Linked DNA regions of Mus musculus: regions 1, 2, 3, 5, 6 and 7 are each linked to region 4. A link is a contact called in public HiChIP or PLAC-seq and promoter capture Hi-C data. All regions are on one chromosome and are shown on one strand. The core of a region is the stretch at or near the end of the contact, and the rest is flanking DNA. Distances in the headings are between cores, read along the strand shown. Region 1 holds the start of Gjb6 (gap junction protein, beta 6). Region 2 holds the start of Cenpj (centromere protein J). Region 3 holds the start of Gjb2 (gap junction protein, beta 2). Region 4 holds the start of Rcbtb1 (regulator of chromosome condensation (RCC1) and BTB (POZ) domain containing protein 1). Region 5 holds the start of 2410022M11Rik (RIKEN cDNA 2410022M11 gene). Region 6 holds the start of Zmym2 (zinc finger, MYM-type 2). Region 7 holds the start of Kpna3 (karyopherin (importin) alpha 3).

Evidence for each region. Promoter capture Hi-C pulls out the DNA fragments that hold promoters and counts their contacts. HiChIP or PLAC-seq counts read pairs in DNA pulled down with a chosen protein or histone mark.
Region 1: an H3K4me3 HiChIP or PLAC-seq map of embryonic forebrain shows a contact between it and region 4, with 6 times the contacts expected there. The contact joins the promoter of Gjb6 here to the promoter of Rcbtb1 in region 4. A contact is called at or near these places in 2 of 39 promoter capture datasets (the C10 cell line and hippocampal neurons) and 1 of 115 datasets of contacts at active chromatin or transcription factors (embryonic forebrain).
Region 2: a contact with region 4 is called in a promoter capture Hi-C map of pre-B cells, with 3 times the contacts expected there. The contact joins the promoter of Cenpj here to the promoter of Rcbtb1 in region 4. A contact is called at or near these places in 5 of 39 promoter capture datasets (the 3T3-L1 cell line, cranial neural crest, hippocampal neurons and 2 more), 2 of 484 Hi-C or Micro-C datasets (muscle stem cells and rod photoreceptor) and 1 of 9 other capture datasets (adipose tissue).
Region 3: a contact with region 4 is called in a promoter capture Hi-C map of hippocampal neurons, with 4 times the contacts expected there. The contact joins the promoter of Gjb2 here to the promoter of Rcbtb1 in region 4. A contact is called at or near these places in 5 of 39 promoter capture datasets (cranial neural crest, hippocampal neurons, liver and 1 more) and 1 of 115 datasets of contacts at active chromatin or transcription factors (astrocytes).
Region 5: a promoter capture Hi-C map of pre-B cells shows a contact between it and region 4, with 6 times the contacts expected there. The contact joins the promoter of 2410022M11Rik here to the promoter of Rcbtb1 in region 4. A contact is called at or near these places in 3 of 39 promoter capture datasets (hippocampal neurons, liver and pre-B cells) and 1 of 115 datasets of contacts at active chromatin or transcription factors (astrocytes).
Region 6: a promoter capture Hi-C map of liver shows a contact between it and region 4, with 4 times the contacts expected there. The contact joins the promoter of Zmym2 here to the promoter of Rcbtb1 in region 4. A contact is called at or near these places in 2 of 39 promoter capture datasets (liver and pre-B cells).
Region 7: a promoter capture Hi-C map of pre-B cells shows a contact between it and region 4, with 2.8 times the contacts expected there. The contact joins the promoter of Kpna3 here to the promoter of Rcbtb1 in region 4. A contact is called at or near these places in 3 of 39 promoter capture datasets (erythroid cells, liver and pre-B cells) and 1 of 484 Hi-C or Micro-C datasets (CD4 T cells).

What each region holds. Positions count from the first base shown.
Region 1 is chr14:57,131,773-57,135,156 of GRCm38.p6, forward strand. Gjb6 (gap junction protein, beta 6) reads right to left here and starts at 1,839. Exons shown (of 3, transcript NM_001010937.2): 1 at 1,414-1,839.
Region 2 is chr14:56,570,269-56,573,728 of GRCm38.p6, forward strand. Cenpj (centromere protein J) reads right to left here and starts at 1,578. Exons shown (of 17, transcript NM_001014996.2): 1 at 1,470-1,578.
Region 3 is chr14:57,103,354-57,106,612 of GRCm38.p6, forward strand. It overlaps Gjb2 (gap junction protein, beta 2), which reads right to left and starts at 1,349. Exons shown (of 2, transcript NM_008125.3): 1 at 1,116-1,349. Gm32912 (a long non-coding RNA gene) reads left to right here and starts at 1,312. Exons shown (of 5, transcript XR_383459.4): 1 at 1,312-3,259.
Region 4 is chr14:59,199,575-59,202,661 of GRCm38.p6, forward strand. It overlaps Rcbtb1 (regulator of chromosome condensation (RCC1) and BTB (POZ) domain containing protein 1), which reads left to right and starts at 1,654. Exons shown (of 12, transcript NM_027764.2): 1 at 1,654-2,010.
Region 5 is chr14:56,810,677-56,813,772 of GRCm38.p6, forward strand. 2410022M11Rik (RIKEN cDNA 2410022M11 gene) reads left to right here and starts at 1,313. Exons shown (of 1, transcript NR_152252.1): 1 at 1,313-3,096. It overlaps Zmym5 (zinc finger, MYM-type 5), which reads right to left and starts at 788. Exons shown (of 8, transcript NM_001253753.1): 1 at 658-788; 2 at 64-183.
Region 6 is chr14:56,885,129-56,888,604 of GRCm38.p6, forward strand. Zmym2 (zinc finger, MYM-type 2) reads left to right here and starts at 1,475. Exons shown (of 25, transcript NM_029498.4): 1 at 1,475-1,570; 2 at 2,667-2,729.
Region 7 is chr14:61,438,516-61,441,588 of GRCm38.p6, forward strand. It overlaps Kpna3 (karyopherin (importin) alpha 3), which reads right to left and starts at 1,432. Exons shown (of 17, transcript NM_008466.5): 1 at 1,208-1,432. The coding sequence starts at 1,276.

The DNA.
Region 1 (3,384 bases), core at 589-3,088, 2.1 Mb before region 4:
AGAAACTTCAGTTACAAACAATCTTCCCATGATTGTATCCCACCTAACCAATGCACACAAACCTAGACTCTGGAATTTTCAGACTGAGGATGTACAAGTCTGAGCTTTCTTTCTATTGATAAAATCGTTGAAAGACCCTACCCAACTCTTCTCCGTATCTCACACGCCAAGAGAGAAAACAGAAATAGAGAACAAAGTCACCATGGGAATTTACCTTTCAATAACAGCCACCAGTGTGACCTGGGTTGGTGGATCAGTCTTGTGGGTCTCAAGTCCCCCTGTGAGGTGAACAGGAACCCTTCGCACCCCCAGTTATGTGACAGCAGGCTTTTTCCATCACCTCCCCCCTTTCTTGGCAGAGTTCAGACAGCACCCCCCCCCCCCCCAAAAGACTCTGCTGAATCCAAAGAGCTGACAAAGCTCTCCACAGGGGCCGTTCTGAGCAGCATCCTGCAGTTCTAAGGAAACTGCATCAGGACAGGACGTTTTTCTTCTAGAACACTGCTTGGATTCTGTTAGAACTGGGGCAAAGAAAACATAGCATCTACTTGAAAGAAAACAAGACTGCAGCGTTAAACTTAATCAGGCTCGAACGGACTAAAGTCTCCTGGTTGGTGTCCCTTACCGCGGCTGCAGGTCCACGGACTTTCCAGTGTCCATAGCTGTATGAAGGCCACATTCTCTGAGACCGGAGGCCTGGTCCCCAGGAATAGAAGGGAGCCCAAGTTTGCAAAACCCAGGCTGCTAACACCTGGAACTAGGCTCATTCAGGAAGTATTATCCGCGTCTGAACTTTTTAATTCGACATGTCACCAATTACTTTTAATTACTATTGTGCACTATACTGTCATCTTCGTTTCATAAGTTCCAGAGTCTTAATCATGCAGCCTGAATGGGCATTTCTCTCCAAGTCGCAGGGTTTGACTGACCATAAACATCATTCCTTGCTGTGCTTTTCTGCCCGCTCCCCAAATCGATGACAGCCCCAAACCAGCAAAGGAAATGAGAAAAGGGACTTAATCCGGACTCTAGTCACTTTAAACAGCCTGGTGTGTTTATAAAACCTGTCGTGCAAGTCAGAGGGGCATGGTGCATGCAGAAGTCAAACTAGTCCATCCCAGTTCCTACTGCAGGGCACGAGGGAGGGGGCGGCGCGGGTGACAACCACCCTGCCGCGGTTCCAGTTCCCGGTGGGCTCGCAAAGGCGGGATGCCGATGGGAGGCAGATAAGGATGCTGGCAAACCCCCGCCTCCCCCCCCCCCACCCCCCGCATGGTCAAGACTGTCTGTAACCGCCGGGCCGCCTGGAGATACTTGCCACCCCCTCGTCCCACAAATCTGGCGAGAAAGGGAACAGACCACTTCCTTTACCTGCCCGGGTTTCTCGGAGGAAATGCTCCCACTCGCGCTTACCTGCTCGGTGGGAGCCGGCTCCAGGCTCGCAGCGGCACTCAGAGCTCCTACCCTGAGCGTAGGTTGGATCAGGCGCCGGCGGTTCACAGCGGGAATGGAATCGGGGACAGTGCGGGTGGAGCCCCGGTTTCCACCTGTGGCTTCTTTTAACCGCGCCCCCACCCCGCCTCTGCCTGACGCCGCACGGGAGGGCTGCGGGAGAGGAGCGCGGGCACTCGACGCGCCTTCTGTGGTGCGCACCGCCCTCTCTCCGGGACAGAGGAGCGGGGCGGGTCCCCTTCTGTGGAGCAAGGGGCAGGGGACCTTCCCTGTTAGGGCCAGGTCTTAGTGGTACTATATTAGGGCACTCGTTGGGATCCTTCTTCTGAAGCCAGGGACCACTGCGAGTGTCCCCTAGGAGAGACTCCAGGTGTAGGCTGGTCTTCCCTTGGGTTGGGGACAGAAGGCTTGTCCCTTCTTGTGGATGTGGGTGGAGCGTGGACCGCGATGGGCAAGCTCAGCCAGATCCCATCAAGGACAGGGAAAAGTTGCCCGCTGGGGCCTTGCTGGGGCTGGACACTGGAGGGCCCTTAATGAAGTGAGGGCTATCCAGAGTACGGGGAACAGGCTTGTGGACCCAGCTAGTAGTGAGTCTCTCCTGTTGGTCATCCTGGTAGGAAGACAACTGGTTTGTTTTCATCCTTTCTAGACCCTTTGGGCACCCTCTCCTCTAGAGCAGCCTGGAGGTTCTTTATTCCTTAATGACCACTTAGGAGTCTCAAAGGTTTGTTTTTATTAGTCATCTGAATCCCTTCCTGCATTGTCCAGGGAAGGGGAGTGGACTTCCATCTTGAGAGATCCCACTGTGTCTGCTGTCACATCAAGGGCAGGGTAAGGTCAAGGCAAGCATAGAGGGTGGTACAGGGGGTCCTGGGCTGGAAATGTTGGAAGCCATGTAAGGACCTAGTTTTACAGGGCCTGCCCTGTGCTACTTCAGACAAGACTTGTAACATGTGTAACTTGGTTATTTTACAAAATTGGCTGGCAGGTATGTTCTTACCTGTTGGGTCATATTCTCACTTTAGCTACATTCTACCTGTTGGTTCACGTTCTCTCACAAAACGAGAGTAATAGTGCTTCCTAAAATGTCTCTCCCAGGTCATGGAGGTTGAGTCAACGCTTTATAAAAACCCACCTTAATAAAATACTTGAACCAGAGTTCTCGGAATTGGACCCGAATCATGAAAATTTGGAGCATACAGATGGTCTCTAGAATGACCTTGAACCCAGGGATGGAGACAAAAACAAGGCCGCTGTAGGCTACCCTGGTGTCCCTCCCTGCCTCCCACAGTCTGACTACAACACGTTCTTAGTTCCTTCTCCACCTCACCTGAAAGCACACATGATCCAGTCAGGCTCACGTGTGGTCATTTTCCCCCTGAGCAGATTGTAAACTTCTTTGGGGATCATCAATATATTTTTAAGTTTTAAGTTCTTGCTTTCTTCATTCCTACAGTAATGGTCACTTTGCACATAGTAGGCATGGATCCACAAGGATCTGTGCATTGCTTAACAGAGCTGAACCAGCACAGCAGATAATCCCGAAGGACAACTCTTGCTTCTTCCTATAGAATAAATATTACCCCGGTTCTGGCTCCTTGTACAGCAGTACCAGGGCAAGCAGGTGGAAGATGCCCCAGGACCACACAGGACAGAAGTCAGAAGAAAGAGCCCGGAGGATTGCCTTATCACACAGGTGTCCAAAGAGGAGCACACTTGACACAGAAAATCACGTCCTTCTTGCTCACATCCTCTGTGCCAGTGCAGAGGCCTTTGATCTTTTCACATACTTCTAGGCACCTTTAGTGGTCAGTGTTCTTCTCTTCTTGTCAGGCAGGTTTATTGCAGCAATTAATGGAGACTTGGTGAGCTTACTGATCTGGAAACTGAAGTCAGTTAAACATCATGTGGGAAGGCTACAAAGATGCCCAG
Region 2 (3,460 bases), core at 328-2,827, 2.6 Mb before region 4:
TAAAGGCAAGGAAGGGAGTTTTCAGTTAACCTTGGTTAAATTTCAACATCCTTAGTAAAAAAAAAAAAAAAAATGTTTAAATCAAACATGGGGTCTCACAAGCATAATGCCAGCACTGAGGAAGGAAGCTGGTCATCACAGGGGTGAGGCCGGTCTGGATACATAGCAAGTCCCAAAGACAGTGTGAGTGTAAAGTGAGAGACTGTCTTTAAAACAAAACAAAAGCAAGAAAACCCAGAGCTGGAGAGATGGCTCACAGTGGGTAAAGTGCAAACTGTACACGCCTGGCGATCAGAGCTGGTCCCGGAACCCACATAAAGGTGAAAGGAGACACTGACTCTACAAAGTTGTCCCCTGCCCTCCACACATGCAGAACATGCATGAAATCCAACACATATCATGTACACAACAATATTTGTAAAAGGTAATCTTAAAACTAAATAAATCTTAATTTAGACAGTAAACAAGCTGCAAAGAAAGTCACTCTGTAATGTGAAAATCGTCAACAATTCCCTGTTAGACTGAGCAAAGTGTAATAATGGTTTAGGGCAGCATCTTAACATCGTCTTCACACACACACACACACACACACACACACACACACACACACACCTTTTTTTAAAAAGCACTAAAACTTCCATACCTTTGCTACAAGTCCATTACTGTGGTCCTAAAACTATACGTACTGCCAGTTTTAAGTATTGAAATACTGATTCACAGTTGGGTATTGATGATACACACCTATAATACAGTGTTTGAGGTGGAAGGCTAGCTTGGGCTACATAACAAGCCCTTGTCTAAAGAACGCCAAAAATTTTCCCCTAAATTTGTTTTTTATTACTTATACGAAGGCCTAGGTAAACTACAAATAATAGACTGTCTAGGACAGTATGTTATGTAAACTCAGATATTAAAATCTGAGGTACAACACCACCTGCTTATGAAGTTGTAGTCATTACCGTAAGTTAATTGTACGTAAAGCTGCCTTTAAAAAAAAATCGACTAATTGAAAGCTTTGACATCTTTCTGTTCAAAACATAAATTATCTGCACTGGAGAAGGAGGAAGTTACGAGGAGACAATTCAGACCTTGATTGAGGAAGATACGAGGAGACAATTCAGACCCTGAAAACTTTCAGCTGACAGGTCCGCCTCCCCTGAAACACAACTCTTCTTGAAAGCAACAAAGCTTTTGGAGAAGCCGAGATAAGGCCTCCTGAAAGACTGCAAGCGGCGCCACTGCACCCGGCCCGGCGAGCGTGTCGCCCGGAACAGAAACACGCACCCCGGCCGACCCCCTTGAGGACCGATCCCCCGGGTGCTCGGAAGAACAAAGCGGGCTTAAGCCCCGGAACCACCGCCGCCCGCGGGCGCCAAGCCCTCCGCGCCATGCCAGCCCCAAAGCCCAAGCTGGCCTCTCAGGAACCGGGCGGCGGACGGGCTTCTCCGCTCCTTCCGCCCATCAGTTACCGTTCTTCGAAGAAACAGCTGTTCAGACCGCTCCGACCAGCGATAGTCACCACTTAGCTGGCCCGGCATTTACGAATGAGCCGCCACAACCATCGCTGCAGCCAGAGCCCCGCCTCCTGGACCGGCCCCGCCCAACTCTGGTCCAGTGACTCCTGGGAAATGTAGTTCCTACAGTCCGTGTGAGCTTGCGCGCAGGCGCCTCGGACACATGCAAACTACAACTCCCAGCAACACCGCCATAAACGTTGCTAGGGGATGCTCTATGCGCGCTCTTTTGCGGCGGGCACTGGTCAACAGCTGTTGTTCTGAAGTCAACCGATTGAGATCTGACCCCTGCGGTAACAGAGAGCGTACTCCATTGTGCCAGGAACACAGAGATTCAAACCGAATCTAAAAGACGACAGGTTTGGGAGAGTTTCGTCGTCTTCGCTTTTCTCTTTGAATGGGTTTGATTTAATAAAGACCTGTTTAAAACAAAAAAGTGACATTGGTAGGACGAATAAGTGAAGATAACCGTGGAAAAATTTACTCCGGAAATAATCATCTATTATGTGGCTAGTCGATGGCTGCACAAAGTGTGTGCATTCAGTGTTTAAATTATATGGAATATTGAAAGTGCAGATATTAAAATTATATATGGAATGTTGAGCGCAGATTTCACTGTTTATTTGTTTTGCCACCAGAGGGGTTCCAAAATACAGACATGACCCTTTAATCTAGGATGCTACAACACTTCAAGCTACCACAGTTTTTAGACTAGGTTTGAACAATATTGTAAACTAACATCTGTTTTTTAAATATATAATTTTACTATTTTATTTTTACTTTATGTGCAAGCATATTTTGCCTTCATGTTAGTATGTGCCCTGACGTGTGTCTGGTGCCTGTAGAGGTCATAGGGGCCATCTGATCCCATGATCCCATGGAACTAGAGCTACAGATGTTTGTGAGCTACCATGTAGGAGCTGGAAACTGAACCCAATCTTGGGAGAGAGAACAGCAAATGCCCATAACCACTAGGCCATCCCATTTTCTCTTCTCCGGTTGATCAAATGCTTGCCTAGTATGTTCTATCCTCAGCACTGTATAATCCAAAATTGGTGACCAGTCTCTCAGGTGGGGAAGGTGAATCAGAAATTCAAGGTCACCCTCCAATATAGAGTAAGTTAGAGGCCAGTATGTTAACATGAGATTCTATATAAAAAGGTCATCAAGAAGAATTGCCCTTTATACTAATTAGTTCAAATAAATCAATATTATTAAAGATAATTAAAATTTTGTACAGACACCTCAAACATGGAGACGGGAAAAGTTTTTGTTTTGCTTTGTTTTGTTAGGTTACATCATAGATGAAAAAGCCAAAGTTCAAAACTACCAAGATCACACACCTAAAATGTTGACAAGAGAATGGAGCTCAGTGGGTAGCAAAGACCTTGCCTGCTGTACCAGAGGCTGAGTTCCATCCACTGCCCTAAGCTGATTAGTCAGTAAATTAATAACTTAAGATGCTGAATGAGGGTTCAAATGGTCTTCTTTTGGCCTGAAACCATGCCCAAAAATCATTTTCTTAAAATGTGTGTCTTTGACAATAATCACAATATTCTCTACTATTTCTGCCTACATTTTATTTGGTATAGTATGTTATGCCACATTGCTTGTTGTCTGAATAAACAAATTTTATCACACTCATCCTTTCTCTCTCTCTCTCTCTCTCTCTCTCTCTCTCTCTCTCCCTTTCTCTCTCTCTCTCTCCTAGTTTTCTTGCCTTCACTTCCCAAAGTATGTGCCACAAAGCATGTCTCCACATTCAAGTTTAAAGTAGCTATTAAGATTTTAATAAAGGGCTGGAGAGATGGCTCAGCGGTTAAGAGCACTGACTGCCCTTCTGAAGGTCCTGAGTTCAAATACCAGCAACAACCATCTGTAATGAGATCTGATGCCCTCTTCTGGGGTGTCTGAAGACAGCTACAGTGTACTTACATATAATAATA
Region 3 (3,259 bases), core at 99-2,598, 2.1 Mb before region 4:
GACTAGGTCACACGCAGGTCCCTACCTGGCATGGGACACCTGGAGATTGCCTTGAACCGGTGAATCATTCGCTCCTGAGTAGAAGGGAGCTTCTCCATGTTTATAGTATATACTGCATATGACCCTTATTTGCCTTAAAGGATACTTCGGGGAGCTGGTGGACTGCCTCTAGATGCTGACCCCACCGCACCCTCCACCCTTCTCATAATTCACTGGCTTTGCCCATAGTTCCCAAAGGACTCCGGGGTAAGTGTAGCCATGACTGAGCCAGGCTTCTCAGGACAATCCCGTGGACCTGAGCAATGGGTCCCATTTAGGCCTACGCTCCCTTCCCTTCCATTGAGGCAGCACCAAGGGGCTGATGCAATTGTCCTAAGGGACAAGTTTCTCAGCAGCACGCCATCTGTGAACCTGTGCCTTCCCTTCCAGCTGTAACGTCCCGCCTGGACGCAAATCCTTAAAAAGCATTTAAGGAAAGAAAAAAAAAAAAAGCAATCAAAATCTCCACCCGAGTGCAGGTTGGGGTTCCCCAGCTCGCGGGAGCGGCTACGGCCGCGCGTTTTGGGCGGTCGCCCACGTCACCCCAGTGCTTTAGGTGGTAAAGGTCAGTGTCTTCCCACGGAGGCTTCCTGCTTAACAAATGAAACTGAGTTTTCCTGCTCAGCTTTCGGTTAGCTAAAAACTTTTCAATGGCGGCAGACAACGCAGCCAGGAGGCCTCGGGAAAATTCTAGCGAAGGAATACTGGCGACACGTCGCAGTCGTGCGCGGAACAGCCTGGCCCCCGCGTCCCTCCCCACCCCGCGCTGTGCGGGACCTCCCGGCTCAGGCTGTGCGCGGCGGTGAGAGCAGCCGGCTCCAACCCCGAGCCGGGCCAGACGCCTGCAGCCGAAGAAACGCGTTCACAGCTCGGGTCCCTATGCACGGGTGGCGGTGGCCCGTAGGGACCGCGCAGCGCGTTCCGGCCTCGGTTTCCCAGGACCGTGGCGGCCCGCACCCCTCCTCGCACCTCACGCGTCCCTACTGGCTGAGTCTCGCGCCCCAGCCACCGTGGGGCGTTGCGGTCGGGGGCGGGTTACACCAGTGTGACTCGGTGGCGCGGATTGGCGGTCGCACCTGTGTCCGGAGGAGCGTGCAGCGTTGGGTGGCGGGAAGCGGCGAGGCGCTGTCCCCGGTAAGGAGCAGGTCTGAAGCGGGTCCCGGGGCCGCTCCTGGGTTGGTCCGAAATGGGTCGCCGGCTGATCCTGTGCTGGTCGCCGCGGGTCCCGGTGGAGGCTGCGCTCAGTGGACTGGAGCGCCGCCGACTGGCTGCGAGTTGGGAGAGCGGAGCGCGCCGCGCGCTGCGATCCTGGACACCTGTTGGCCGCGGCGCCTTTTAACCAAAGCCCTCACCCCGCCTCTCTCACCCTGGAGCGATTGAGAAAGTTGCGGAGGAGGCGGCTCCCAGTAGCCCGCCACCCCCAGCGCCACGGGCGGGGCTCTCCGGGCACCCAGAGCCGTCAGGGCCCGCCGAGTCGCGAGCTCTCCTGGAGCCTAGGTCACTCCCCACCCCACTCCGCCCCACCCCACCCCCAGCTCTCTTTGAGCTCAAGGCTCTTCCAGTGTCCTGTCCCGAGCGCAGCCTGAACAGAGCTGGTAGACCTGTGTCTTCACCCAGGACGCAGGTCGCAAAGCTCCAAGTCCCAGCTACTCGCTTTTGGGGGATTGGGTGATGTTGAAAGAGAGTTGATGTTGCTCTTACTACTCTCACTAGTGGAAAGTGTGCTGTTATATTCGAAGCTTCGCTGTAGTAATATTATATATACTTGTGTGTGTGTGTGTGTGTGTGTGTGTGTGTGTGTGTGCGTGTTAGATAAACGGACGGTACAGTTTTGTGTTGGCCTGCAGCTTCCAGTAGCGCACAGGAGACTCCTCTCCCGTAGTGCAGTGAGCTGAGGCATCTAGAATTCGGGTTCAAGGCAGACTAACAGAGGGCGCCGCCAGGGCTGGCCAAATTCTGGCTTCTATTTCTTTGAATTCCCGATTTAATTCGATCACTTTGAACAGGGTGCCAGTGGCTAGGACAGAAGAAGATGTAGAGGTGCGTCTCCAGGGCTGGCCTGGAAGTGGACTTGTCACAGTCTCTGGAGGGTTCTCTGCCTGTGCCCCCGCTCTCTGTGTCCTCTTTTCCACAACTGAAAGCATTGCAAGGAAGGGGCACCCAGATTCTGCCGGTGCAGGGGATGCGGAAGGGGGGGGGGAGCAGAAGAGGTTAGGCAAGCCCATCCCTCTTGGAGTCCAGGATGCTGGGAAGACCTGGGCAGCCTGCATCTACCTCTCTCCGCCAAGCTGTTCGTGGGTTTTGAGGGCTCGGTGTTCCACATTGCTTGGCTGTCTGGATAGTTTTGAGAGGAGTTACGGTGGACATTCACAAGAGCTAGCTACGCTTTGGGATACCTAGGCCAGCTAGCTTCACCTTACTACTTGCAACCCGAGTCCTACAGCTGCCAGGTTTGGAATGAAAACGGCACATCCCCACAAAGTTCCTTCAGATTAGCTTTACACGCAGTGAAGAGACTGATTCATTCTGACAAGGCCCGTCTGGTCGAAGGATTGGCTTTCAATGAAAGGACCATGGCTGAAGGTACATGCTTTCCCTGTAAAGCTGGCACATTGCCGCGGGCAGACCTGACTGCTCTTGCTTGGGCAGAGGAAGGTTGCACGCTCGCTTGCTACTACCCCCACCTCCTTTCTAACTGTAAGTCTTAGTCTAAGAGGGAGTGTCTCTAAGGAAGAGAGCCTCGGATCTGTGTCCAGCCCTTCAGAGAGAGAGAGATGTGCTGAATCAGCTTGTGTGGAATAACTGGCCAAGCAAGATGGGGTGGTACAACTCCCTTGGCCTGAGCACATCTAAAGATGAATCAAAGAGGAGATGAGGTAGTGGCAGCAGGCAGGGGTGGAAGGATGTTGGCACCTTTAGCTTCTCATGGGTCGTACAGTTTCCAGTCAATTGGAGCCCCTGTTCAGTGAGGATGACAGAAGCTTCTAGAATCATTGTAGGAAGCTGGCCAGTAAAAGATAGGTTGGAGATCAGAACTGCTTCACTTTCTCCATTGAACAATTTCTCCTGAGGGTTAGTGCCCACGTTATGATTACAGCTTCAGCGTCTAGCTCCCTAACTTGCTTCTACAGATTCGCCTAATGGCTGTGTGTTGGCTGATGGTCACAGGTGCTGGGAATATTAGGATGTATCGCTAGCTCATCTCCTCCTCTGTTCCAGC
Region 4 (3,087 bases), core at 404-2,903:
GACAGAGAGAGACAAAAGAGAGACCAGACAGAGACACACAGAAAGATTATCATTTAAGAATCCTACAAAACATCTGGGATAGAAGTAAGGTGGTGTTCTAAGGACAGATACACTCAGACCTTATAGTTCATTGGTATTCTAACCTTCTTACTAGAAAATATTTCCATAAAAAAGGAATACTGTCTCTCTGTAGGCAACCTTCAGCACAAACATTAATTGTACTCTATTTGCAGCTGCAAAACGCTTCAGAAAGACTCTGTGGTAAGGGACTCCTTTCTTCCCTATGTTCCCATAATTTTCCATTTCTATCCTCCCTCAAGTCTACCAAATTTCCATATTTTTGGTGTTGCTCTTCCATTGGCTGATAGTGAGAGTCTAGTCAGTTCTCAGTTATTGTAGTAAGACCATATAGCCCTGTTATGAAGAGTTCATAATATGTGAGATCAGGTAACAATAGATACTTAATCTCTTAGATGCAGAGTAATACATTTACCTGCATTGTGAATTTTCTGTTTTGAGTATGTAGTATTATAACTAGAGGAGTAGTTGTAGCTGAGGCTGTCTCAATGAACTTTTACAACAACTGAAGATGTTAAGTCTGCAAGAAGAATAGATGGTGTCTGACCTCAATTTTGAAAGATGAGAGACCGATGAATATTTTGGGAAATGTTAGGAAAAAAAAAAAAAAAACCAGAGCCAGAGTCATTAAACTGGTAAAAACAGATTTTACCCAGGGACTAGTACAACAGAAAGAAACATTAGGGTATAAAATAGGGCTCAATTTCTATATTGCAATAATTTCTAAGTAAAATCTGTTTTTAACCTCTTCCTCCTGTTTTTTCTTTGAGAAAGGAAATGGTGATTCTGAACATTTGAGATCAAGGCAAAAGAATGAACAAACCCTGAGAGGCCTACAGCAATTTAAGGTATATATATATATATTTAAAAATGTAATCCACCGAAAGTACTCAAGAGAAACAAGAATTCTCTATAGGGGGGAAGCACGTTGTAGTTACTATGTGCTGACAGAAAGGTTTTTGGACCGCATCTGCTTAGTGGTAAACAGAAAACAAAGGGGATTTGTATTTACCGCTGGGACCTGAAAAGGGAAAGGTGAGTCTAAACAAGATAGCTTGAATGTTGGGGTGCCAAGTGTAGACTTTGGTCTCTAGTGCCAAATGGGAGAGCCTAGGGCGGTAGGGGACTTTACAACTGATAAGCTTCTTCTGATAGACGCACAAAGCACAAAGCACAAAGCGGCCGCTCCCTTCCGGACCTCAGTTGTACCCGCTTAACACAAGAAAAGTTCTGGGCAGAGAGAGAGCTTTCAGCAGCCTTGCCTCTGCCCTCCTGACCTAGGCGTCCTGGCCTTCCTCGGACCGGGCAGAGACACGTGTCCTGAAGACCAGCGGCCTGGGATGGGCGGAGCGGGAGGAAGGCCACGCTCTGCTGCCATCCTGGGACGCCTTCGCCTTCCGGTCCTCGCGGGAGCCACTACGGCGCCCCTGCGCTGCGCCAGCAGCCCGGTCTACAACCAAACCCGAGCGGGAACCTGAGCAGACAGAGGGCGCGCGCTGCGCGGGGCGCTCCGGTGTCACGTGACGCGACCCGCCCACGTGACCGGCGGCCCGGGCGCTTGTGCTCGCTCCCGGTTTTGGGGGGGAGGAGCCGGCTACGGCTAAGGCGGCGGCGGCGCAGCGGAGTCAGGGCCTGGCCGGGCGGCCTGACAGGTAGAGCGCTGCAGGGCGGCGGTGCGGGCGAGCGAGCAGGCGAGCCGGACAGGGCCTTGTTCGGCCGCTGGCTGCTGAGTCCGCGCCCTCCCGAGGGCCGTGCGCACCAGGCGCGTTCGCGACTCCCCGGCGACGCGCACCCCGCACCGGGCACCCGCGGATTCCGTCTTGCGGGCGCTTCCCCCAGGTGTGCGGCGAGCCGAGTACGTGGCGTTGCCCGCGGCCTGCCTCTGAGGAGCTGCGCTGTCCGCCCTGCGGGGGAGGAACCCGGAGCACGCAGGTTAGCGGTGGGAGGCTGACTGCTGCAGAGCGCCGAAGCCGAGGGTTGCAGTTTTATAAGACAATACAGCTTGCTTTTAGAAACATTCATAGTCTCCCTCGCCTCTGCCCCGTTACTGCTACGAGGATTAAAGCTCGTGGTGGGCAAAACAATCGGAGTTTCTGAGACTGGCGTGCGCTGTAGCGGGCGTAGCATCAAAAGCAAGAAATGCTGGCAGGCATGAGATGATGCTTACGGGACCCTTACGGGAGTTTAGAGTGTCTTTTAAATTTTGACTTCAATTTAAATCACAACAGGATTTAGGTTCTCTTCTTCTGTGGCCTGGGTTTTACTCCATTGTGTGAATACCAGTACTTCGGGGCGGGTTTTTTTTTTTTTTTTTCCTTTCCCCCTCTTTGTGCCTATTGAAGAGGAAGTGATGCGTTAATCTTTGAAGTGTTTCTTCTGTGATTTTTAAGTCTTATGATCCGAAGTGTTAAGTTCTACGAATCTCAGAACATATACAGGAAACCAAAGCTATGAAGCTCGTAGCTTAAATTTTGTGTTCTAAGGTTTTAAACTGAGTGCCTGTGTGTACCAGAAAGTGAGAAGTCTGGGGTCTTTATCCGAGAGTCATGCAATTGAATTGCTCTTTCTGCATTTGGTACTTAAAAGGAAGCATATGAAACAAAGGTTGGGCCTTCATGCGTTTACAGGCCTGACAAGACATTGAAATACATTTTCTTTCTTAACTAGGATCTATAGTTAAAAAATTTTAAGACAGTACATTACCTTATATGTATCCAGAGATGTGATAAAAACTGCTGGACTTTAACTAGAATAGATTTCCTAACATGTCAGTTAATTAATCTACTATGTAATTTGGCTCACAATATAGACGAAAAATTTCAAGTTTTCAAGTATATCTAGGCCACAATATACGGTTTATAAGAAGTCTACAGATCGAGTTCCAGGACCATCAGAGCTACACAGAGAAATCCTGTCTTGATAACAAGCAAAACATTTACAAGCTAAGAGTGAAGAAAAATTTAGAAAATATAAATAAATATAAAGAAGAATGTACATAATCTGTAATTT
Region 5 (3,096 bases), core at 63-2,562, 2.4 Mb before region 4:
ACCCTGAACGCCAAAGGAAATAAATAAGTCAAGGTGAAGTTATTCCCAAGCTGTTCTACCAACCTTCTCCAAATAAACAATAGATCAACTAAACGACAGCAGGCCAAGCTCATATGTTCTTTCCAGTTTCAGAATTATGAGTAGAGCGCGCAGCTGAGTCGAAGAGTAAACGCGTCCTCGAATCTAGAAAGGGATTCACATTTCTCCTAAGTAGTTACCACTCAAGTACAAATCCGACCCGGGAGAGGTTCAACAATTGGGTCCCATTTGCCGCAAGCACTTGATTAGGGCCTAACTCCTCAGTAGCCCGCGACAGGCACCAGGTCAGCCATTAGAAACTGGCTCAAATAAGATTAAAAGCTGCGACAGACCGACCCAAAAAAAAAAAAAAAGAGAGAGAGAGAAAACGCCGCGGGACGTAAGAGGACGCCCCTTAACACGGAAAACTTGGGGTGTCGGTTGAACAGACAGGGTGGGAGTGCGGCCCCCGGGCGGGAGGGCCAAAGGGCCCCTCCCCGACCCGCCCGCCCGCTCGCAGCACAGAAAGGAAAACACTCTTCGACCTCCGGCCGCTGCCGCCCGCACCCGGAGGCTCTCGCGCTCCCCGCCCCGCGGCCGCCTCACCCAGCCAGCCCTGCCGCGCCCGCGCTCCCTCACCCCTCCGGCCGCACGCGAAGCCGCCCTGGACATCAGCGCGGCCCCCAGCGCACCCTCAGGCCCCGACGCAGCAGCCGCGACACCGGCCGCCGCGGGCTGTTAAGCCCGGCTCGGTGGGAGGCTCCCGACGCTGCCCTCACCCATCTCCGCCTCCCCAGTCGCCCCCGCCTCCGCCTCCTCCTCCCGAGGCTGCGCTGCTCCCAGCCACCCCCACTCTCCGCGGCCCTCGACAGGAAAGACGGCGGGGAGAAGCCTCACCGGGTTCTGGCTGCAGCTCCGCGGAACGAACCTCCCCTCCCCCGGCCCACCCCCCTTCGGCGACACGCACAACTCCGCTCGGTCCAGTCCCGGCTTTAGCGCTGGTGAGGAGGAGGCAGAGGAGGCGGTGGCACGGCGGGGCCCGGGGAGGCCCCGCCCTCCGCACGCTCATTGGCTGATGGCGTGGGCGGCACGGAATGCCTCGGGCAGGCTCCATTGGCCCAGTCGGCCTTCTTTCAGGACCCTCCTCGGTGAGGTAGTCACGGCGGCTGTCCGTCAGACCTGGGCCACGCCCTCGGGCCTGCCGGCCCCCCCCCCCCCCCCCCCCGCCGCCAGCCCCGGGCTGGGCCGGCCCTCCCTCTCTTCCGCCCTCCCTCCGTGCCCCCGCCCCGCCCCCACTCGCGGGGTCTGCCCGGGTCAGGAGCCCGAGTGGCGCTGCCCGCAGTTCGGCTCGCGCTTCGGCCCTGGGGGCGGGCGATATTCGTCGAGGCTTCCGGTGGGCCCGGGATCGGGACACTGGGTCTCGGCCTCCAGACGGTCGCCACGGCCCTTTGCGACTCTGCTCGAGGAGAGACGCGGCCTCGATGTCCCGGCGTCCTCCCTGTCCAGGCCCCCAAGACCCCGGCGACTGGCGAGCCCGGCAATGCCTGCGGCGGACCGAGGGGGCGAGCCCGGCCGCGGCCGCAAGGGGACTGGTGCGCTGGCGGCCGTGCAGGCGCTTCCACCTTGCCTGGCCCGTGGGAAGGGTGTCCCACCTCCGCCATGGCTGCGGCGGGAGGAGACGTCGGCCTCCATTTTGTGGGATCTGTTGGGAGAACTTGGGGCCCATCAGAACCGAACCCGTGGGGACGAGAAACTTGGCCCGGAACGAGTCCGATCGCGCTCTACCATAGGCCTTGTCCTCGGCCGCCAAGAGTTTGCGCGCCGAGATTGCGGCGGGGCCACAGGACAGTGGTGACCCCAGACTGCCGCCGGGCAAGATGGAGCCCCGGGCTCCCTTAGCGGGCTCGCGCCCCTGGGACCTGGGCTGTCTGGCCTTGGCCGTCGGTGCCTGGCCGAGCACGCGCTCTCCGGCCTGCCCGGCGCCTGTCCTCCACGTTTGCCGGGCCTCGGGCCATCGCGTGCCCTTCGCTTCATCCTGGCTCCGTGGGCAGTGACCCTCTAATGGGAGTCCCACCGGACGCATTCGGAGCGGAGCCGCTGGAGGGCGGCACGAGGGTCTTTTGTTCCTCGTCTATACCCATGTCTTTGGCAGAAGACTTGGTGCCGGATTTCCAGGACTCCCTGTAACCTAAGAAATGCACCTCGCCCTGGTGTTTGTTAGCGGGATTACAACTGATGCTTTTAGGTTGGATTGAGGTTCTTGTTACATAATATGTGAAAATATATGACTCTTAACTGGACTTGGTGGCGCATGCTTTTAGTTCCAACACTTGCAGGCAGAGGCAGTTGGATATCTGTGAGTTCGAGGCCAGGTTGGTCTACAAAGTGGATTCCTGGACAGTCAGGGCTACACAGAAAAACCCTGAGTTGAAAAACCAAAAGAGCAAAAATATATATGAGTCTCTCTTTTAAGACAATGTCTAGCATAGTCTGGCCTGGAACTCTGTGATCTTTCTTCTGCCTTTGCCTCTCTCTTCCTCTGCCTCTGGAGCATTGGGATTGTAAGCATGTCACCACTGCTTTCTTGGTTTAGGCTTAGATATGATTTGAAAACAAAATCCCACACCTCATAGCACAGGAATGGAGTGCCAGTATTAAAGGCACAGAAGTAGCAGAATCAGTTCAAAGCTGACCCAGGATACATTAACTGCCTCAAAGAGAAAAAACAAAACAAAACCACAAAAACCAGGCAGCTGAGTGGAAGGCTATTAGATGGCTCAGAGGTTATGAGTGCTTCCTGCTCTTAAAGACTACCAGATTTGTACCTTCGTGGAGCAGTTTCCAACTGCCAGCAACTGCAGTTCCAGGAGATCCAAGCCCTTTTTTGGACAAGCTCTTCTGGCCTACCTACACACATAGATGTACAAATACATTCATGAGCACATATACATATCTCAGAGTTACAGAAACCGGAGTTTTTTTTTTCAATATTTAAAACGCACATCCCCTTTTTTTCTCTTCTGAAGTATGATAAAAGCATGCTCATTGGATGACAAACATATAACCCTAAGTCATGTT
Region 6 (3,476 bases), core at 225-2,724, 2.3 Mb before region 4:
AAATTGAAAATGATTGTTTCTACCAGGTTGTCCTTTGTAAATGGTATCCACTGCAGTCTACATATTAGCCTGAGACCTTAATCAATAATTCACTTCATTAAAAATTTCATGTTCATTATCATCTTGGAGAGCTTTACAATGTAACGCCATATGACTCATTAATAGGCGGTATTGTCAATTCGGAAATTCAGAGATCTAATTGAATCCATCCATTTGGTTGAGGAAGTAACCAACATCAGTTGTAATCCCGCTAACAACCACCAGGGCGAGGTGCATTTCTTAGGTTACAGGGAGTCCTGGAAATCCAGCACCAAGTCTTCTGCCAAAGACGTGGGTGTAGACGAGGAACAAAAGACCCTCGTGCCGCCCTCCAGCGGCTCCGCTCCGAATGCGCCCGGTGGGACTCCTATGAGAGGGTCACTGCCCACGGAGCCAGGACTGAAGCGAAGGGCACGCGATGGCCCGAGGCCCCGCCAACGTGGAGGACAGGCGCTGGGCAGGCCGGAGAGCGCGTGCTCGGCCAGGCACCGACGGCCGAGGCCAGACAGCCCAGGTCCCAGGGGCGCGAGCCCGCTAAGGGAGCCCGGGGCTCCATCTTGCCCGGCGGCAGTCTGGGGTCACCACTGTCGTGTGGCCCCGCCGCAATCTCGGCGCGCAAACTCTTGGCGGCCGAGGACAAGGCCTATGGTAGAGCGCGATCGGACTCGTTCCGGGCCAAGTTTCTCGTCCCCACGGGTTCGGTTCTGATGGGCCCCAAGTTCTCCCAACAGATCCCACAAAATGGAGGCCGACGTCTCCTCCCGCCGCAGCCATGGCGGAGGTGGGACACCCTTCCCACGGGCCAGGCAAGGTGGAAGCGCCTGCACGGCCGCCAGCGCACCAGTCCCCTTGCGGCCGCAGCCGGGCTCGCCCCCTCGGTCCGCCGCAGGCACTGCCGGGCTCGCCAGTCGCCCGGGTCTTGGGGGCCTGGACAGGGAGGACACCGGGACATCGAGGCCGCGTTTCTCCTCGAGCAGAGTCGCAAAGGGCCGCGGCGACCGTCTGGAGGCCGAGACCCAGTGTCCCGATCCCGGGCCCACGGGAAGCCTCGACGAAGACCGCCCGCCCCCAGGGCCGAAGCGCGAGCCGAACTGCGGGCAGCGCCACTCGGGCTCCTGACCCGGGCGGACCCCGCGAGTGGGGGCGGGGCGGGGGCACGGAGGGAGGGAGGGAGGGAAAGAGGGAGGGAGGGAGGGCCGGCCCAGCCCGCGGGGGGGGGGGGGCCGGTAGGCCCGAGGGCGTGGCCCAGGTCTGACGGACAGCCGCCGTGACTACCTCACCGAGGAGGGTCCTGAAAGAAGGCCGACTGGGCCAATGGAGCCTGCCCGAGGCATTCCGTGCCGCCCACGCCATCAGCCAATGAGCGTGCGGAGGGCGGGGCCTCTCCGGGCCCCGCCGTGCCACCGCCTCCTCTGCCTCCTCCTCACCAGCGCTAAAGCCGGGACTGGACCGAGCGGAGTTGTGCGTGTCGCCGAAGGGGGGTGGGCCGGGGGAGGGGAGGTTCGTTCCGCGGAGCTGCAGCCAGAACCCGGTGAGGCTTCTCCCCGCCGTCTTTCCTGTCGAGGGCCGCGGAGAGTGGGGGTGGCTGGGAGCAGCGCAGCCTCGGGAGGAGGAGGCGGAGGCGGGGGCGACTGGGGAGGCGGAGATGGGTGAGGGCAGCGTCGGGAGCCTCCCACCGAGCCGGGCTTAACAGCCCGCGGCGGCCGGTGTCGCGGCTGCTGCGTCGGGGCCTGAGGGTGCGCTGGGGGCCGCGCTGATGTCCAGGGCGGCTTCGCGTGCGGCCCGAGGGGTGAGGGAGCGCGGGCGCGGCAGGGCTGGCTGGGTGAGGCGGTCGCCGGGGGCGGGGGGCGCGGGGGCCTCGAGGTGCGGGCGGCAGCGGCCGGAGGTCGTGGGGTGTTTTCCTTTCTGTGCTGCGGGCGGCCGGGCGGGCCGGGGAGGGGCCCTTTGGCCCTCCCGCCTGGGGGCTGCACTCCCACCCTGTCTGTCCAACCGAGACCCCAAGTTTTCGATGGCAAGGGGTGCCTTTTGAGTCTTGCGGCGTCCTCTTCGTCGCTGGTCTCCTCCCCGGCGCTGTGCTGCGCGGCTCTTGCTCCTCACGTATTGTTTGGCTGGGTCTCTAATGGCGGACGGGGAGGCAGCGCTGCCGGTCTCGGACTGCAGGGGGGGCAAACCTCGGGCCCAGGGCAACTGCTTGGGGCAAATATGGGCAATATCAGCCCATCGTTGACATAAACTGGTTTTTACCTGTAAATTGGTGCTGAGTTTGACTGGAATAACCGTGGTGGTAATACTTGCGAGGGAGTGCAAGTCCCTTGCTGGCGTCGGGGCAATGTTTGCCCTTCCCCCTCCCTACCCCATAGCAGGCTTGGTGCCCTCAGGTCCCTTTCCCTGCAGATTGAGGCTTACACATGGGCTTTGGCTCCAAATAAAATATTTCACTCCACTTGGGTAGTAAGTAGTAGGCTGTTTTGCGTGGGCTTTGGGGTAATAATAGAAGGGCCAAACCTCCTTGACCCCTTAGTCCCTTCTCTGCCTCCTCCTGGTGAAATCGGCTTGGTGCTCCTACCAGATTGGGTGTTCATCCATTTCTCTCCCCCCCCCCTTTTTTTTTTTCTCTTTTATCCCAGGACCAGAAATTTCGTTCAACCCTATCTGGTGCATCTTTGGCAGAAAGTGAGGAAAACACCATTGTGAGTCCTTTTCTTCTAATTTGCTTATTAACAGAGGACGTGGTTGGATTATAGGGGTTCAGCTATAGGATTTGGCCCTCCTGGTTGTTCTTAAGGGGAGGAGCCTTCTCTTGGGTGGCAGCTGCTGTCGGGGAGAAACTCCAGTGATGCCTGGTGAGGCAGCTGGGAGTGGGCGCTGCTGTTTGCACCGCTGCAGACATCGCTTCTGCTGCTGCAATACCAACCTCAGCAACCAGACGACGGGCTTCTGCAGCTGCTCACGTTACCGGTGGGGAGGAGGGGTGTTGGGAAGGAGGGCATATTTCTGGTGCCCTCTAGAGTTACAGAGTGGGAATTAATGTTATTTGGTTTGAAGTGCATGCAACCATTTTTGACATTTTTCTTGTCATCATGGTTAATGGACCTCTGGTAATGGACAACTATGGAGAGCTGCTTAACTTTTTATGCCTGGTCTGAGTGACAGAATTTGACCATGAAGGTGGACGTGTTTCTAGATCTTTCATGTTCTTTGCATCTGTTGTTTTCATCTTACCAAGTAGATGCTGCTTAGACCTGTGCAGTCCTCTACTTAGTCTTTCATCTCTGGTGTTGACCAGTTCTCTATTATGTCACGCTTTTTATGGATTTCTAAAAATTTTTATAGTGTGTGAGTGCATGGTGTGTTTGTGTTGGTGCACATGCCAGAGCACCAGTGTGTAGGTCAGGACAACTTTTGGAGTTGGTTCTACCCTTCACTGTCTAATTGGT
Region 7 (3,073 bases), core at 182-2,681, 2.2 Mb after region 4:
GTAGCCCTGAAAAATGGCCCAGCTTCCTCTGCTTCTTAGCCAAACCAAACCCTGTATTTACTAACTAGCCTCTTACCAAAAACTATTGGACTATACAAATCATATTCCCTACTATTAGAATAGAGAAAAGGGGATGGGCTTAAAACTATTTCCCCCATCAAATCCAGAGGTTGGGTCCCAGTGAAGTTTGTGCTATTACACTTCATTGGTTTTAGTAGGAGCAGTGAGACCTCTAGCGCTACCTCAATAAGCAGAGTTTGCAAATAGTAGCTGCTAATGTCACCTTAATGAGACAATGGCAACATGCTGAGTAGCAGCAAACTGAGTGACCACAATGAATGTTTACAGTTTTGCAACCACTTGGAAAATCTACTAGCTTGGTGGCATGTGGTATATACAAGGACGTAGGAATCTTATGTATCCAATTTATTTCTGCAAAACAGGTGAAAGAAATTATTTTCCTATTATTCACACTTCGACTCCAAGACGAGCTTTAAAAAAACAAAAAACAAAACACAACAAACAAACAAAAAAAAAAACCCAAGATCAGAGGTCTGCACAACCTCCTTCCCAAAGCTTCAACACAATAGATGGTAAACTATTGTCCACCTTTAGCTCGCTCTAAATGCCAGCAGTCACAGGGGTATGAGCTGCAACAGCTCGGGAAGACTGGTCCAAAGGACCGCACTGGAATATAAGAAAATGGTCTTGGCGCATCCTACCCTCCCCCATCCACCACCCTCAAACAAGTCAGTTACCCGGCTGGTCCCCACCCCCCTCTGAGGGCTGCCACCGCCCGCCTGGGCCCGGCTCGCACAAGGTAAGCGCGGGGACCGAGGCTCCATGTGCGGCAGCGCGGGAGGCTGCACCGGCTGCGGACACGAGCGGCGGCGCGGCCCGGCCCCGGCGGTGCGGGTGGCACGCGGGCCGGCAGCATCCCGGTCCGTCCTCCCGCGCGGCCCGCGGACCCCGCCTCGGCTCCACATCCCTTCCCCTCCGACGCCAGGCCGCGCCCGCGCAGCGGGGCCGAGCGCTCAGTGGTCCCAGGTGCCGCGCTAGTCGCTCAGAGGGCGGCTGCTGCCCGGGCCGCGGCGCCCCGAGGCGGCGGCCAACTCCGACTGACCGCCAGCCGGCGAGAGCCAGCGGCCGCGGCCCCCGCCCCTCCCCTCCCAGCCGCCCGGCCCGGCCGGCCCCGGAGCACACTCGCCTCCACATCGCGGCCCTTGTTCTTGAAGCTCTTGATGCGGTGGTTCTCCAAGCCGGGGTTCTCGGCCATGGCTGCGCGCGGCTCCGGAGGCGTCTGCTCCTGCGGCGGCGGCGGCGAGTCGAGCGGGAGGGGACGAAGGGGGAGGAGCGCGCGCTCCGTGACGCCTGGAGCGCGAGGTGGCCGCGGCGCGGGGGCGGCGCTGAGGAGAGGCGCGCGCCGGAGAAGGCCAGGGCGCTGGCCTGCCGGCTGTCGCGGTGACCCTGCCCTCACCCCTTCGTAGGGCCTCCCCACAGCCGCTAGTCATGTGCTAGAAATGGAGCCCGACCTAGTCGCTTTTACCGCCACCGCTGAAGCGGGGCGGAGGGCGGAAACTACAGTTCCCAGCATGCCAGGCGCGGGTCTGAGCCACGCCGTGAGAGGACGAGAAGCATGCCGGGAGGGCTGTGCGCGCGCTTTCGGCTCGGCGCTCTCTGAGCGCGGGCTCGAAGCCCCACCTCTGGGCGGGGTGGTGGGCGGGGAAACTCTGGAGATGGCACCTTGCGGCCTATCGGGAGAGAGAGGCGGAGCTTCGGGGGCGCACCTTGCTCCCTACAGCTTGGAAAATTAGAAAAAGAACGGCCACGCGTGCTTTGCGCTTTTGGCTTCTTTAGGGTCTCCTCAAATAGCAGCCACCCTCAAACCCTGTTCTTTTGCTCTGCTTCGGTTTTATAAATAGCACGCTTGTTTCCACTCCACAAATACATGTGAGTGTGATGTGTGTGTTTATGCTTGCTTCTTGCACCTCTATTAAACTCAATGAGAACAGAGACATTGTTGGTCTCAAAAATCTGTCAGATCAAAACAGTAACTAGTAAATTCTCATTAAAAAAGAAAATGTGTTCTAGTATCCCCTGATTTCTCCAAGCATCCTTGTGCAGCCTTCACTTTGGCAGCCCTACCTTTCTATGACCCCATGCCTTAGTCCACCTTAACACACAATGTAACCTTCAGGCAGTTAATCAGACCCTAGGGCTGCAGACTCCAGACTGCCATCTCCCTTTAGCTTCTCATTGGAACAATAACAGGTTTTGGTTGATTTGGGTTGGTTGGTTGTTTTGTTTTTTGTTTTGCTTTTGTTTTTACAGCAGGTGGACTTTATTTGATTATTATCTGAGACTATTACATTTCAGAATTGTCTTAATTAGGGTTTCTATTGCTGTAAAGAGACACCATGATCATGGCAACTCTTATAAAGGAAAACATTTCATTGGAGCTGGTTTACAGTTCAGAGGTTCAGTCTATTATCATCATGGCAGGAAGCTTGGAGGTATGCAGGCAGACAGTGCTAGAGAAGGAGCTGCGAGTTCTACATCTTGGTCCGCAGGCAGCAGAAAGGGACTGTGCCCCAGGAGGGACCTAGCTTGAGCATAGGAGACCCAATGCCCACCCCATAGTGTCATATTTCCTCCTAATACTGCCACTCCCTATGGGCCAAGCAATCAAACACATGAGGCTAGGAGGCCATTCCTATTCAAACCACCACAAGAATCTTCTGCCAATATAAGCTTATGTGAAGTGTTATGCTACATACGATCAAAATAAGCCAGGTCAGAGTTTGGTAGAAATATACCATAAAGAACTCAGTTAAGACAATCTTCAGAAGAAGAGGAACCTGAAAGTCAAGAGCTGGCAGCTGAAAGACCAAGCTATCACCCAAATGTGTTTTGTGAGTGGCTGGTTATGGTCAATTGATAAGTACAGAAAAGGATTTAGACCATGTTTGCCCTACTGGAGTATGGTCTACTAATGCCAGAAGTGTTTTCTCGGGGAAAAAAAAAAACGAAAACAAAAAAAAAAAAACATAAACCTGCATTTTAGTCTCCGTAT